2 separate regions of the Rattus norvegicus genome follow, and region 2 is linked to region 1. Evidence: chromatin contacts called from public Hi-C data. All regions are on one chromosome and are shown on one strand. The core of a region is the stretch at or near the end of the contact, and the rest is flanking DNA. Distances in the headings are between cores, read along the strand shown. Region 1 holds the start of Cbx7 (chromobox 7). Region 2 holds the start of Rpl3 (ribosomal protein L3).

Region 1 (5,912 bases), core at 494-2,993:
CCGCGCCCCCCTTACCCTGTTCTTGGGTTGGAATTCCCCTCAGGGATAGGGAAATTTCTAGTGTCTGTATTCGCAAATGTCTTCATTGTACCTTTGTTCTTAGTAGATATTTCCACGGAATGTACAGTTCTCGGATGATGGTAATTCTCTCTCGGGACAGGACACAGCCCCTGCCTTCTTCCTTTGCTTGATGTCCATGCGCTATTCTCTCTTCTTTTCTCTTCGCCAGCCATAGGTGTTTTAAGAGTTTATTCTAGGAGTAGGGAACCCCGGAATGTTTCTGTGCACTGGGTGACTCGGTCCGCTCTGGTAGTAGAAAGCGCACTGGGTCACAGGGCCTGGTTGGGGAGAGGGTTGTTGCTAAGAATCCAGGCAGTGGGGGTGGTGATGTTGAAGGGGAAGACCTGAGTCACCTCCAGGAGGTCAGAACCATCCAGGAGGTCAGAGCCGCAGGAATGAGGAGGAAATGGGAGGGAGGCGGGGAAGGGCGAGTCGGACCTGCCCTCCAGGGTGCCGAAAACTGAAAAGGCTTAGTGCTGGGTCCGGAGGGAGGAATTCTTCGTTCCTTCCACACTTAGTTCCGGCAAAGGTGCAGCAAACCAAAGGGCGCGGCGGAAAACCATCGAAGTCCAGGCTGTGGCGGGATCTGCTGCGGGCCAAGCCGGTCTCCACCTGCGCCTAGCCTGGGGCCTCTGGGTAGCGCGCTCGATTGTGTGACCCGTGCGTTTTGGCATCGCCCGCTAAGACTGGCTCCGGTTGATGGGTGGAAGCATGGAACGGTGGACGCAGAGGCACCTGTTCGGGCCTGCCTAGACTACGCACTCCTGGTGGAAAACCTGTGGCGTCTGTCCCTCCTGCCGCGCTACGGTCTCGGCCCTGCCTGGTCTCCTTTGTATGGAAGGAAACAAATGACCTTTTTTACTCTGTGACTATTTCCTATCTGCGCAATACGGCCCTACAACGGGTTGTTTTTTTTTTTTTTTCAATTTTCATTTTGTTTCATTTTTAAGAAGATTTATTATTTAAGACAGGATCTCTACATAGTTCTTCTGGCTGCCCTGGAATTCACTGTGTAGACCAAGGTGACCTCGAACTCATAGTGATACGCCTGGCTTTGCCTCCCGAGTGCTGAAATTAAAGGCGTGAGGTACTATCTCCAACTTTAAGGTTTTGTTTTATTCTTGAATGTTTTACGTGGATGAATGGTTGCTCGCCTGCATGTATGTATGTGCATATTGTGCATACCGAGTGTATCAGAGGATAGTATGGAATTCCATGGAACCAGGTTGTGAACTATATATAATGTGTGAGTTGGGAACCAACCCAGGTCCTCTAACAGAACAGAAGTTCTCTTAAACGCAGCGCCATCTCTTCAATCCTTATTCCAATGTATTTATTTGAGACAGGGTCTTACATAGCTAAGGCTGGCCTTGATCCTCCTGCCTCAGCTGCCCAAACGCTGAGATTACAGGCCTGCTACTTTCGACTTCAGGACCACATCAGTTCCGACCGTCCTAGTCATTAGGGAGACTTGGGGAGACTGATCGCGTCCAGTCCAGAAGACAACTCCATTTAGACCCTAAGACCCAAATAAGCTAGAAGCATCAGACCTGCTGCCAGCTGCCCAATTTGGCCAGCAGGCGGGGTTAAGGAGAGGGGCGTGGCTCCGGCAGCGAGGGGGCGGAGCTGACCCTCTGGGCGCTCTCAGAAGCACGCGCGCGCGCGCGCGCACCCGCTCTCTGGCGCTGGGGAAAACGTTGCGCAGGTTCAAAAATGGAACGTCGGCGGCGTGAGGGAGCACTAGAAGGTGTGCGCGCGTGCGCGTGCGCGCCCGGACGAGCCTGACGGGGTCCCCGCCGTCCCGAGCATCGCGCGCAGCAGCCGCGGCCCCGCAGCTCCACCCCCGGCCCGGCCCGGTCCGGTCCGGGGCCCACTCGCCCGCCGCCCCGCATGGAGCTGTCAGCCATAGGCGAGCAGGTGTTTGCGGTGGAGAGCATCCGGAAGAAGCGCGTGCGGAAGGTGAGGCTGCTCGGGGGCGGCTCCCGGGACGGGGCGAGGTCGCCTCCCGCTCCCCAGCACCGCCCACTCCAGGTTGGGCAGAGCAGAAAGTGGTGCGGGGTTCACCTAGGAACCCTGGGCTGCCTGGCCGGTCTCCACATCCTGTTCCCCACTTTCCCCGCCACTGTGTAGGGCCAGTAGAGTTAAAGTTGTTGCCCTCAGATGCCGGTGCATCCGAGGCCACCTGGGATGGAGATGAGGATGGGACTAGAGATCCTGAACTCCATTCTGTCCCGTCCCCTTTACGCTCACTTCCGAGGAGACTAAAGCTCAAGTTGAAGAAGCAACTTGCCCGTGCGTTAGAGTCAAAGTGAGTCTCGAACTCGGCTCTCTGGATATTTAGTACCAAGTCCTTTGAAGTTGGCAGCAGACCTTTGGGAAAGTCTCCTGTGGCCTCTGAAGTTTTCGCGTTGGACTTTGACCTTCCCGATCCCAACCCCCCAGGGCACACCTTTCTTCTCTTCTCCCATTCCTCCCCTCCCCCAACCTTCCAGCCGGGTGCTGCTCCGAAGCCTGGGCCACTGTTGTTGGGGCATCCTCGAAGCTCCTCCCACCTCTGCCAAGGCCTTACACACACACACACACACACACACACACACCCTGAGATTTAAGGAGGCGGTTTTGCCGCGCTCAGGACCACATACCTCAGCCTGCAGTTTCCGGTCCAGACCTCAAGTCTACGATTTTTGTGCACGTGCTTGCTAAGGGGCTCATCCCAGAGTGAACGAAAAGAGTTATGTCCTGGATCTACAGAAGGATCCCCTTTCCTTTTCTCCCCGCATCTCTTTGGGAGGCTCCTTTTTCATTTGACGGAAGTGCAGGTAGGGGGGCACCTGCTGTAGCATCCTCAGCAGGGGTTTGGACCCAAGGTAGGTGGCTTATCTGTTGGTTAGGGCTGCTTTCTTTCCTTGCCTTTCCATGGTACTAGACAGAAGCCGGTATAGACATGTCTATTCCAGCAGGGCACGGGGTAGGTCAAACAGGGAACTCCTTCCTTCAGTCAGCACTCCCGAATCCCTGCCGGGGTTGCAGTGTATTCTAGATACTCTGAAGCCCAGGGCTCCCTTTTCGCTCTCAGAGCTGGAGGAATAGGGTGGAGCATGAACGAAGGATGAATGTGTAAAGTCGGACGCCTTAGGCAGACCAGGTGCTTCTCATAGAGAGCTGTCCACTGTGTGGTGCTAGGGAGGGAACCTTCAGCAAGGTAATCAGAGATGAGGTACTCAAAGTTCTCCTATGTTGATGTTTCATCCAGTGCACGGTGCTGGACTGGACATTTAAAGACCCTTTTCCTTTGAGACTCCAGTTCCTAACAAGTGGAGGGCCTGCCGCCTTTTGATGGGGTCCTGCTAGGCAACCTGTACCTGAGGCTTCGTTTTTGAAAGTGAGGAATCATGGTCTTGGCATGGGACTTAAGCCACGGTGTGAGCCGCATTCTGCATGCACGTTCCCACATGGCCTGTTTCCCTCTGTGACATGAACCCCTATCTTGGGATTCCAGGGATGTCTGGGACCAGATACACTCCCATGGGACAGCAAGGAGGTCTGTGGGGATGTCGAGTAGTAGCCCGAGTTCGGGGGGCGTTGACTCCAGGTTGACAGTCTTGAGGCTCACAGGTTGGTGATACTGTATTGTTGCAGAAGGTCCTGCAGGTGGTTGTAGAGTGTGTGGGTCTCACCCTGTCTCCTCTGTTCTTTTCACAGGGCAAAGTTGAATATCTGGTGAAGTGGAAAGGATGGCCCCCCAAGTAAGACTCCTTTGTGTGTCCCCCGTCTGTTGTCCTCTTTTTTTTTTTTTTTTTCCCGGAGCTGGGGACCGAACCCAGGGCCTTGCGCTTCCTAGGTAAGCGCTCTACCACTGAGCTAAATCCCCAGCCCCTGTTGTCCTCTTAACAAGCTGGCTTTAGGTCCTGTTGCTTTTGTAGCAAGCATTGCTAAATCATCAGCTTTTCTAGGCCTTAATTCCCCTCTGGTAAGGTGTGTCCTGCTTGTCCCTGCATCCTGCCCCCCTGCTGGCCATGAAGTTAAGGCCCCAGCATCTTGGCTTCCAAAATGGCTGCTGGCCAGGTGAAGAGGTCCCCATGTGGGACAGGTACAGTGCTAGGTGAGAGGGGAACCTTGGGCAGTGGCTCCCCAGTCCTTACTGCATTCAGTGTAGGGAGAGGCAGATCCTGGGTCATCTTGGATCTGCAAGCTACTCCCTTGCCTATAGAACAAGTTACCAGGCATTCTTTTTTAAGTAGCTGTGAGTCAGAGCTTTTCAGGTGAGGAAACAGAGTTGGAGACAATAGGCAACTTTCCTTGGGTTGCACAGCGAGGGGAGGCAGAGCGAAGCCTGGTCATTTCCAGGTTTCTTGGAATCCCTAGTGTTCTTTCCTAAGGCTGTGGGGTAGAGAGCTAGCTTTGACACCTAGCACAGCCTGTGGGCCTCTGGTGCTGAAGCCTAATCAAGAACCTTTTCACCAGTCCCTCGCAGCACAGACTTGGTGCTGGTGAGAACAAGCAAGATATAGGACCTCTCTGTTGGCTTGTGAATGACCTGCTCTGCCGCCGGGAAAACCTCTCTGCTTTCCCGATGGCTCTGACAACCTCTGGACTGGACTTTTCTTCTCCTATGGGAGAGTGGGGGGGGGGGGTGAGGGGTGGAGGTAGAGGGCTGACCTGTAATTGGGTCCTGAGATATCACAGAGGGATGATGGGAAGAGGGGAAGCCAGCCCTCAAGTGCAACTTTCCCCTCCATAAAGGGGGTTCGGCGGCCCAGGCTTTCACTTCTCTCCCAGGCTGCTTAGCCAAGAAAGGTGGGCCTCAGGCCTCTAGGTGCTGTACCCGATGACTGCTGTGCACATCACACATTGTCTACCTTTCCCTCTACCCCATCTTCCATTCCCAAATGCCCCTCCATTGGGCAGTAGTGGTCAGTGTCCTCAACAGGGCTCAGCTGTGCTACCCTAACTGACTGTATCAACAGCTTCCCTGAGGAGAAGGGGAGTTAGCACCTTGACAGCTCTCCTGGTTCTGCTCAGAGCCATTTGACTAGATCATCTGAGAATGATACCTTCTCCCTACTTTGCTGCAGAACTTAAGGCCTGGCTGCCCCATGCCTACCTGTGAGCCCTTGGGCAAGTTCTCCGCCTTTATTTGCTGATCTTTAAATACTGAACCCCCAAAGCCTCTCCTAGAACCAATTTCTCTGTGCGTTGGGCTGAGAGTACAGTGAGGGCCCATAAACCCTGTTGCCCTTAGAAAAACACTGTCTTTTCAGAGGGAGAAACTGAGGCTCAGAGAGAGAGATCATTACAGGAACATAACTGCCAACCCACCCCCCAGCACCCACAGCACAATGTCCAAGAGGCCTGTGAGGCAGGTCCAACAACCGCCAGGCAGCCCCACCTCACATAGAGAGGTTGAGCTTGGGGGATAAGGCCAGGGCCTCTGATAAGCTGGTTTTCAGAACTGACTTGGACCTGAGGCTGAGAGAGTGTGGGGAGTGGGTGTTGTCTAGCCTAGTCTTGGGCCAGGGTGAGAGTGTTGTAGCGACTCTCCTCATGGCTAGTTGAGGAAGTTCTAGTGACAGGAAGGTTCCCTTCCCTGGCCACTGCAAGAGCCATCTTGTTCCTGCCCATTTTCTCCTCCGCAAAAGGCAACAACAGCCTCCCCTTCCTAAGAGAATGTGGTAGAGGGGTACTCGTGGGACATTAGGCAGAGGGTGTTAACTACAGGGGCTCTGTTTGCCTCAGAGACCCTTGAATCTTCCATTTTTGCCTCTTCCTGCCCAGCACCCTGCTGCTCCCCCATCTCGTTCTTATCATGCATACACATAGCTCCAGCTTTTCAGAATGACTGCTCATTGGAG
Region 2 (6,066 bases), core at 197-2,696, 150 kb before region 1:
AATCCCCAACCCCTTAAATTTCTTTTTTAATAAAACTATGTTGTACTAAAAATAAATTCACTAAAATTCTTGATCTGGAGAAATGGTTCAGTGGTTAAGAAAACTTGTTGCCCTCTTTTGCTGCTGTTTGGATGCTCCTATGTAGTAGGAGTGTGCGAATGACTTGGGGCCCCTATTTGCGAGCGATCAAGATGCGGGAGACAAAGGGCGGTTATGGTGCTGGCCGCAGGCCGTCAACTCTGCAGAAGTGTGGTAAAGGCTAGCTCACCGGCCACCATGTGAAATCGATACGATGTGAGGCCGCGCCACGCCTTGGCCACCGCAGGGTCAGATGGGAACGACTGAACTCGTGACTGTTGAAGAGTAGAAGACATATTAAGGTACGGTAGTAATGGCTGAGAACTTCCAGTCACCTTAGATCTTCATATCTAAATTTTGAAAATGAACTTTATGTCAAATAAAAGGTTGCTTGGTGTGTAATAAAAAAAAAAAAAAAAAAAAAAAGAAAACTTGTTGCCGGGTGCTGAAGAGATGGCTCAGCGGTGAAGAGTACTGACTGCTCTTCCAGAGGTCTTGAGTTCAAATCCCAGCAACCACGTGGTGGCTCCCAACCATCTGTAATGGGATCCAATGCCCTCTTCTGGTACTTCTGAAGACAGCTACAGTGTACTCATACACATTAAATGAATAAATAAATCTTAAAAAAAAAAAAGAAAGAAAAGAAAACTTGTTGTCATCCCACGGGACCGGGTTTAGTTCACAGCATTAACAACAGTCTATAACTTCAGTTCCAGGGGGATCTGACAGTTTTTTGATTTCCGAAAACGCCAGGGACGCACATGGCTCACTTACGTACACACAGGGAAAAAAAAACTTCGCACGTTTGTAAATCTGAAAATTATGAACGGGAACGGCATCTGGGGACTGAAATGGCAGAGACAGGACTCGAGGGAGATGTACCCAAAATCATGGCGTATTAAAGGCAAGTCATTGTCAAATCAAAATCACTGGTTAGAAAAAAAAAAGCAGTTTCATTCAGCCTTTCTATCTTAAGAGCTCTCAAGAGCAATACAGTCAGTTGTATCACACTAGGCCTGCTTCAAAACGCCGTTGTTTCGTTGCTGTGTGGGACCGAAGGGACTAGCACTGTGTGATTCCGTTCTAGAGGTGACGGGAAACACAATGCCTTCATTTTTCTTCCTCATCAAATTTGGCTGCTGCAGACCGCCGTAGATTCATTACATTCAAAAGCGTTTCGCTAAGTTTGAACCCAACCACCCTCCGTACAAACGCTATTTGTCAATCCCGAGGGGGCGGGGAAACGTGTGTAAAATGATGTTCCATTCGTGCCCTTCGACCCGACGTCCACTGCGGCAGCACGTTCGCACGCTGAGAAGGCGGAGCCATCGAGTGGCTTTATATAGCCTGCACCAGCGCCTGCTCGATCTCTATCGGCGGCGTGTGGCGGCGAGATGGTATGTACGACTGTGATGCTTTCCTCTATAGTCTTCCGCTGGCCTGACTGTATCGGCCTACCATCGGCGCCATCCCGGCCTCACCAATACTGAGAGGTTATTCTAGGGAGTCAGTGGACGGGCCGCGACCATCCCTATATCCAGGGTCCTAAATGGGTTTATAGAAAACGTGTGGGACCGACTTGGGCCTCTGGGACAGCCATTTGATTGAGCGCAATCCTAAGGGACTCTAGTAGAACTGGCTATTTTGTGGCCTATTCGAGGTTTGGGCCCATGGTTAGCCTGGTAGGGATGGCCGTGGGCTTTTCAGGAATGCATTGACTAAACCTGAGACGTTTTGCAACTTTGGTCGAATCCACCTTGGAATGTGGTTCCAAGAAAGGAAGGAGGATCTCTGGAGTTCCCAGAAGCCACAAATGATGAATCCTTTGACGGGCGGGCAGAATCTCTGTGCTGATTGTCATGTTCTGATCTGGCTTTGGGAGTTCTAGAGGCCTACTTGTAATAGGCTGTGCCTTTGTCGGCCATGTTGCCATTTAGTGGTGACTCCTGAAAATTCACCCAAAGGTAACTTGTTTAGGAGATTTTAGTATCGTCACTTAGTTGTTCGTTGAAACTCTAGAACTAAAGCATTTAGTATTGTTGCAGTCTATCTTAGGACAAAAGTGGAGTCCTCTTTTGCTTAATGGTAAGAGATGGGAAAGTCTTCTCACAGCATTGTTAGTGATTCTCCCGTTTTACCTCAGTCTCACAGGAAATTCTCAGCTCCTAGGCATGGGTCCTTGGGCTTCTTGCCTCGGAAGCGCAGCAGCCGGCATCGTGGAAAAGTGAAGAGCTTCCCTAAGGATGACCCTTCCAAGCCTGTTCACCTCACAGCCTTCCTAGGGTACAAGGCTGGCATGACCCACATTGTCCGGGAAGTTGACCGGCCAGGATCTAGTATGTACAAAACTTGTCCAACTTGGGGTTGTGTGTAATTATGCCTGTAGTTACAGTAAATTTGCAAAGAACAGTAGGTGACCTCCATCCGATGGTGCTTTGTGCTAATCTGGAACAAAGGCTCATTTACCTAGGAATCAAACCCAGGTCCTATGAAAGGATAGACAATATTAGACTCAAGAGATCCCTTGAGGGGCTGGGGATTTAGCTCAGTGGTAGAGCGCTTACCTAGGAAGCGCAAGGCCCTGGGTTCGGTCCCCAGCTCCGAAAAAAAGAACCAAAAAAAAGAGATCCCTTGAGCTTTGATTTTTGCCTACTTGCAACTTTTTCTAGATAGTTAGCAACTGTATGTTTGACAAGTTATGAAGAGACCTGAACTAAGGCCTGTGACGAAGCTGCGCTTTGAGACAGTCTGAAATGAAAACACATGGCCTTTTGCTGCTATTACAGCGCTGGTAGTCAGCACCTGGCGTACTGCCTGCTTTAGATTAGCTGCATTCCTGATGTGTCTTGGGCTCAACTGTTAGAAGCTTCCACTTGGTGGAGAGTCCGGATGAGAAGAGCAGTCGTGGAAGGTCCAGTATTAATGGTGCAGAGGCAGAAGGCCCTTCAAAGTAGACACAAAGTCCTCGGGTATTTGTGGCCTCACTGATGCCTATGTCTGTCTTTACAGAGGTGAATAAGAAAGAAGTTGTGGAGGCTGTGACCATTGTGGAAACCCCACCCATGGTGGTTGTGGGTATTGTGGGATATGTAGAAACCCCACGAGGCCTCCGGACCTTCAAGACTGTATTTGCTGAGCACATCAGCGATGAGTGTAAAAGGCGTTTCTATAAGAATTGGTAAGAAACTTGACTCAGCCCAAGGGCTGCCCCAGAATTAAGGGACACTGAGATGGGTCTTAAAGATTTTTATTTATTATATACAAGTACACTGTAGCTGTCTTCAGATACACCAGAAGAGGGCATCAGATCTCTTTACAGATGGTTGTGAGCCACCATGTGGTTGCTGGGAATTGAACTCAGGACCTCTGGAAGAGCAGTCGATGCTCTTAACCACTGAGCCATCTCTCCAGCCCCAGGGTTTTTTTAAGACCTTGGCTTTTTTTGAGCCAGAACCTGAGTGTTACCCTTGGGTGTTGGTTAGCTGAAGTGTTAGTGTAGCTTTGGATCTGAAAAATGGCAGGGCAGCTGGGAAACAGACACATCATTTTGCATTTAGACCTTAGTATTAGATGCTGGCCTTTAAACCTTGTCTGTACTAAGTCCCCTGCCTCTGACCTGGGTCCCTGTTTCCCAGTACTGTGAGATGTTGCCCCTCTCACAAAGAAGTTCAGTACCCTGGAGCAAAAATTGTGTGTTGTGTATATTTGTGGCTTACATTAACCTGTGAACCTCTGCTCAGCTCCGCTCGGCTCTGCCCGATGAGCTTCATCCAGGCTCCGCTTGCCGGTGGAAAAGGCTCCTTAGAAGCCGGCAAAGAGCCCCATCCCCAAATGGTGCCAGTCTGCCTTCCTCTCGCCCACCGAAAGGGTGATGAAGGCCTGCACCAGGCCCCTTCCCCAACTGTGCTCTGCTCCTGAAGGCACAAATCTAAGAAGAAGGCTTTTACCAAGTACTGTAAGAAATGGCAAGATGACACAGGCAAGAAGCAGCTGGAGAAGGACTTCAACAGCATGAAGAAGTACTGCCAGGTCATCCGCATAATTGCTCACACTCAGGTAAGCATTTTGTGGTCTGAGGATTAGATACTACTGTTAATCTAGACCAGCAGAGGGCGCTGTGGCACCATAATAGGCTTGATTCCAGGTAGTTTAATGCATGTCTGACCAGAAATGATGGTGTGAGCTTGGGCCATGTATTTTCTAAACACTGCTGGTTAGGAACTGTTTAGTAGCTCATCCTGACAGTCTGCCAACCACTGGCAAAAGGCTTTTGGCTTTGAGCTTCCAGGTGAAAGCTTTCTACTGACATCAACCTGATCTAAGCTACATCTGCTTCTTTTAGATGCGCCTGCTTCCTCTGCGCCAGAAGAAGGCACACTTGATGGAGATCCAGGTGAATGGGGGCACTGTAGCTGAGAAGCTAGACTGGGCCCGAGAGAGGCTGGAGCAGCAGGTCCCTGTGAACCAGGTGTTTGGGCAAGATGAGATGATTGACGTCATTGGCGTGACAAAGGGCAAAGGCTACAAAGGTGAGTTTTGCTGTAGTTTCTGTGGGTGATAGTGTGAGCAAGCCCATGGAATGTGCTGGGCCTGTAGAAGCATTCCCTCTGCCTGCCTTCTGAGAACAGTCCCTGGTCAGCGTGGCCAGCTTTTAGGGAGTGAACTTAATGCCCTTCTGAAGAGAGATGACATTTAGAGGACCCAAAGCCAGGTGGCCAAATATGGTTAATTAAAACTGCCTCAATCTAATAAATACATGGCAACTTGGTCACAGTTCATGTATATAGCAATACATATTGCCATAGGTACTGCAAATGTAGATATTTAGGGAGACACCCGTCTGATTTTACTTAAAATAGGACAGAAGTGTGGAATTGGTATTGAATTGATAGGCATGTTTACCCGTTGTTGGTAATTGAGTGTAATCAATAACCTAATCACAAGTATTCTAACTCATAGAAAAGACAGGACTGCCCAGCTGCCTTATGATAGAGTTAACATATATTTTCCAGGGGTGACCAGTCGTTGGCATACAAAGAAGCTGCCCCGAAAGACCCACAGAGGTCTGCGCAAAGTTGCTTGTATTGGAGCTTGGCATCCTGCCCGTGTAGCCTTCTCTGTGGCTCGAGCTGGGCAGAAAGGCTACCATCACCGAACAGAGATCAACAAGAAGGTAAGGCTAACTGGGATCCTGCATGTCTCTCAGATAGATCCATGAAACGGTCTTTGGAACCATAGATCTAGGGCACTGCCTACCTTTAATTTTTGAGCAGCTTTCATGTGTTTTGAGATAATGGCAGCATAGGACAAGTTGTCAGCCCTGTACCTGCCTGGAAGATTATCAGGATTGCCAGGGCACGAGTTGCTACCATACCTACTACATTGAGTTTGTCTCGTGTTTTTTTTTTTTTTTAGATTTATTCATTTATTATATATAAGTACATTGTAGCTGTCCTCAGATACACCAGAAGAGGGCATCGGATCTTCTTACAGATGGTTGTGAGCCACCATGTGGTTGCTGGGAATTGAACTCAGGACCTCTGGAAGAGCAGTCCGGTGCTCTTAACCGCTGAGCCATCTCTCCAGCCCTTGTCTCGTGTTTTTTTTTCGGATCTAAGGACTGAATCCAGGGGATTTACCACTGAGCTTCCAGGAGACCCAACCCCGTCTCCTGTGCTTTAAGATAGAGCAGCCTCTTAACCTGTGTCCCCAGGTGTTGGGACTACATGCCTGTCATTCAACAATTGTTTCTACTAGTTGCCAGCATTTCGGTGCTTCTGCTGGTTCTTAGGACAGCCTTTTCAATTGTTATCTGTTCATACAGATTTACAAGATTGGTCAAGGCTACCTCATCAAGGATGGTAAGCTGATCAAGAACAATGCATCTACTGACTACGACCTGTCTGACAAGAGCATCAACCCACTGGTGAGTGCTGGCAGCTGACCCCTGGGATCAATGCTTGCCACCCATGCTCCTGCACAGTAACT

What was found. A called contact is a pair of places that touch in the nucleus more often than the background predicts.
Region 2: a contact with region 1 is called in a Hi-C map of hepatocytes, with 3 times the contacts expected there. The contact joins the promoter of Rpl3 here to the promoter of Cbx7 in region 1. A contact is called at or near these places in 2 of 12 Hi-C or Micro-C datasets (hepatocytes and mammary epithelial cells).

Annotation. Positions count from the first base shown.
Region 1 is chr7:113,354,177-113,360,088 of GRCr8, reverse strand. It overlaps Cbx7 (chromobox 7), which reads left to right and starts at 1,743. Exons shown (of 6, transcript NM_199117.2): 1 at 1,743-2,019; 2 at 3,763-3,806. The coding sequence starts at 1,951.
Region 2 is chr7:113,503,370-113,509,435 of GRCr8, reverse strand. Rpl3 (ribosomal protein L3) reads left to right here and starts at 1,446. Exons shown (of 10, transcript NM_198753.3): 1 at 1,446-1,475; 2 at 2,222-2,414; 3 at 3,088-3,256; 4 at 3,999-4,134; 5 at 4,421-4,607; 6 at 5,091-5,251; 7 at 5,903-6,004. The coding sequence starts at 1,473. Snord43l1 (small nucleolar RNA, C/D box 43 like 1) reads left to right here and starts at 1,887; the gene lies at 1,887-1,950. LOC120094021 (small nucleolar RNA U82P) reads left to right here and starts at 3,944; the gene lies at 3,944-3,998.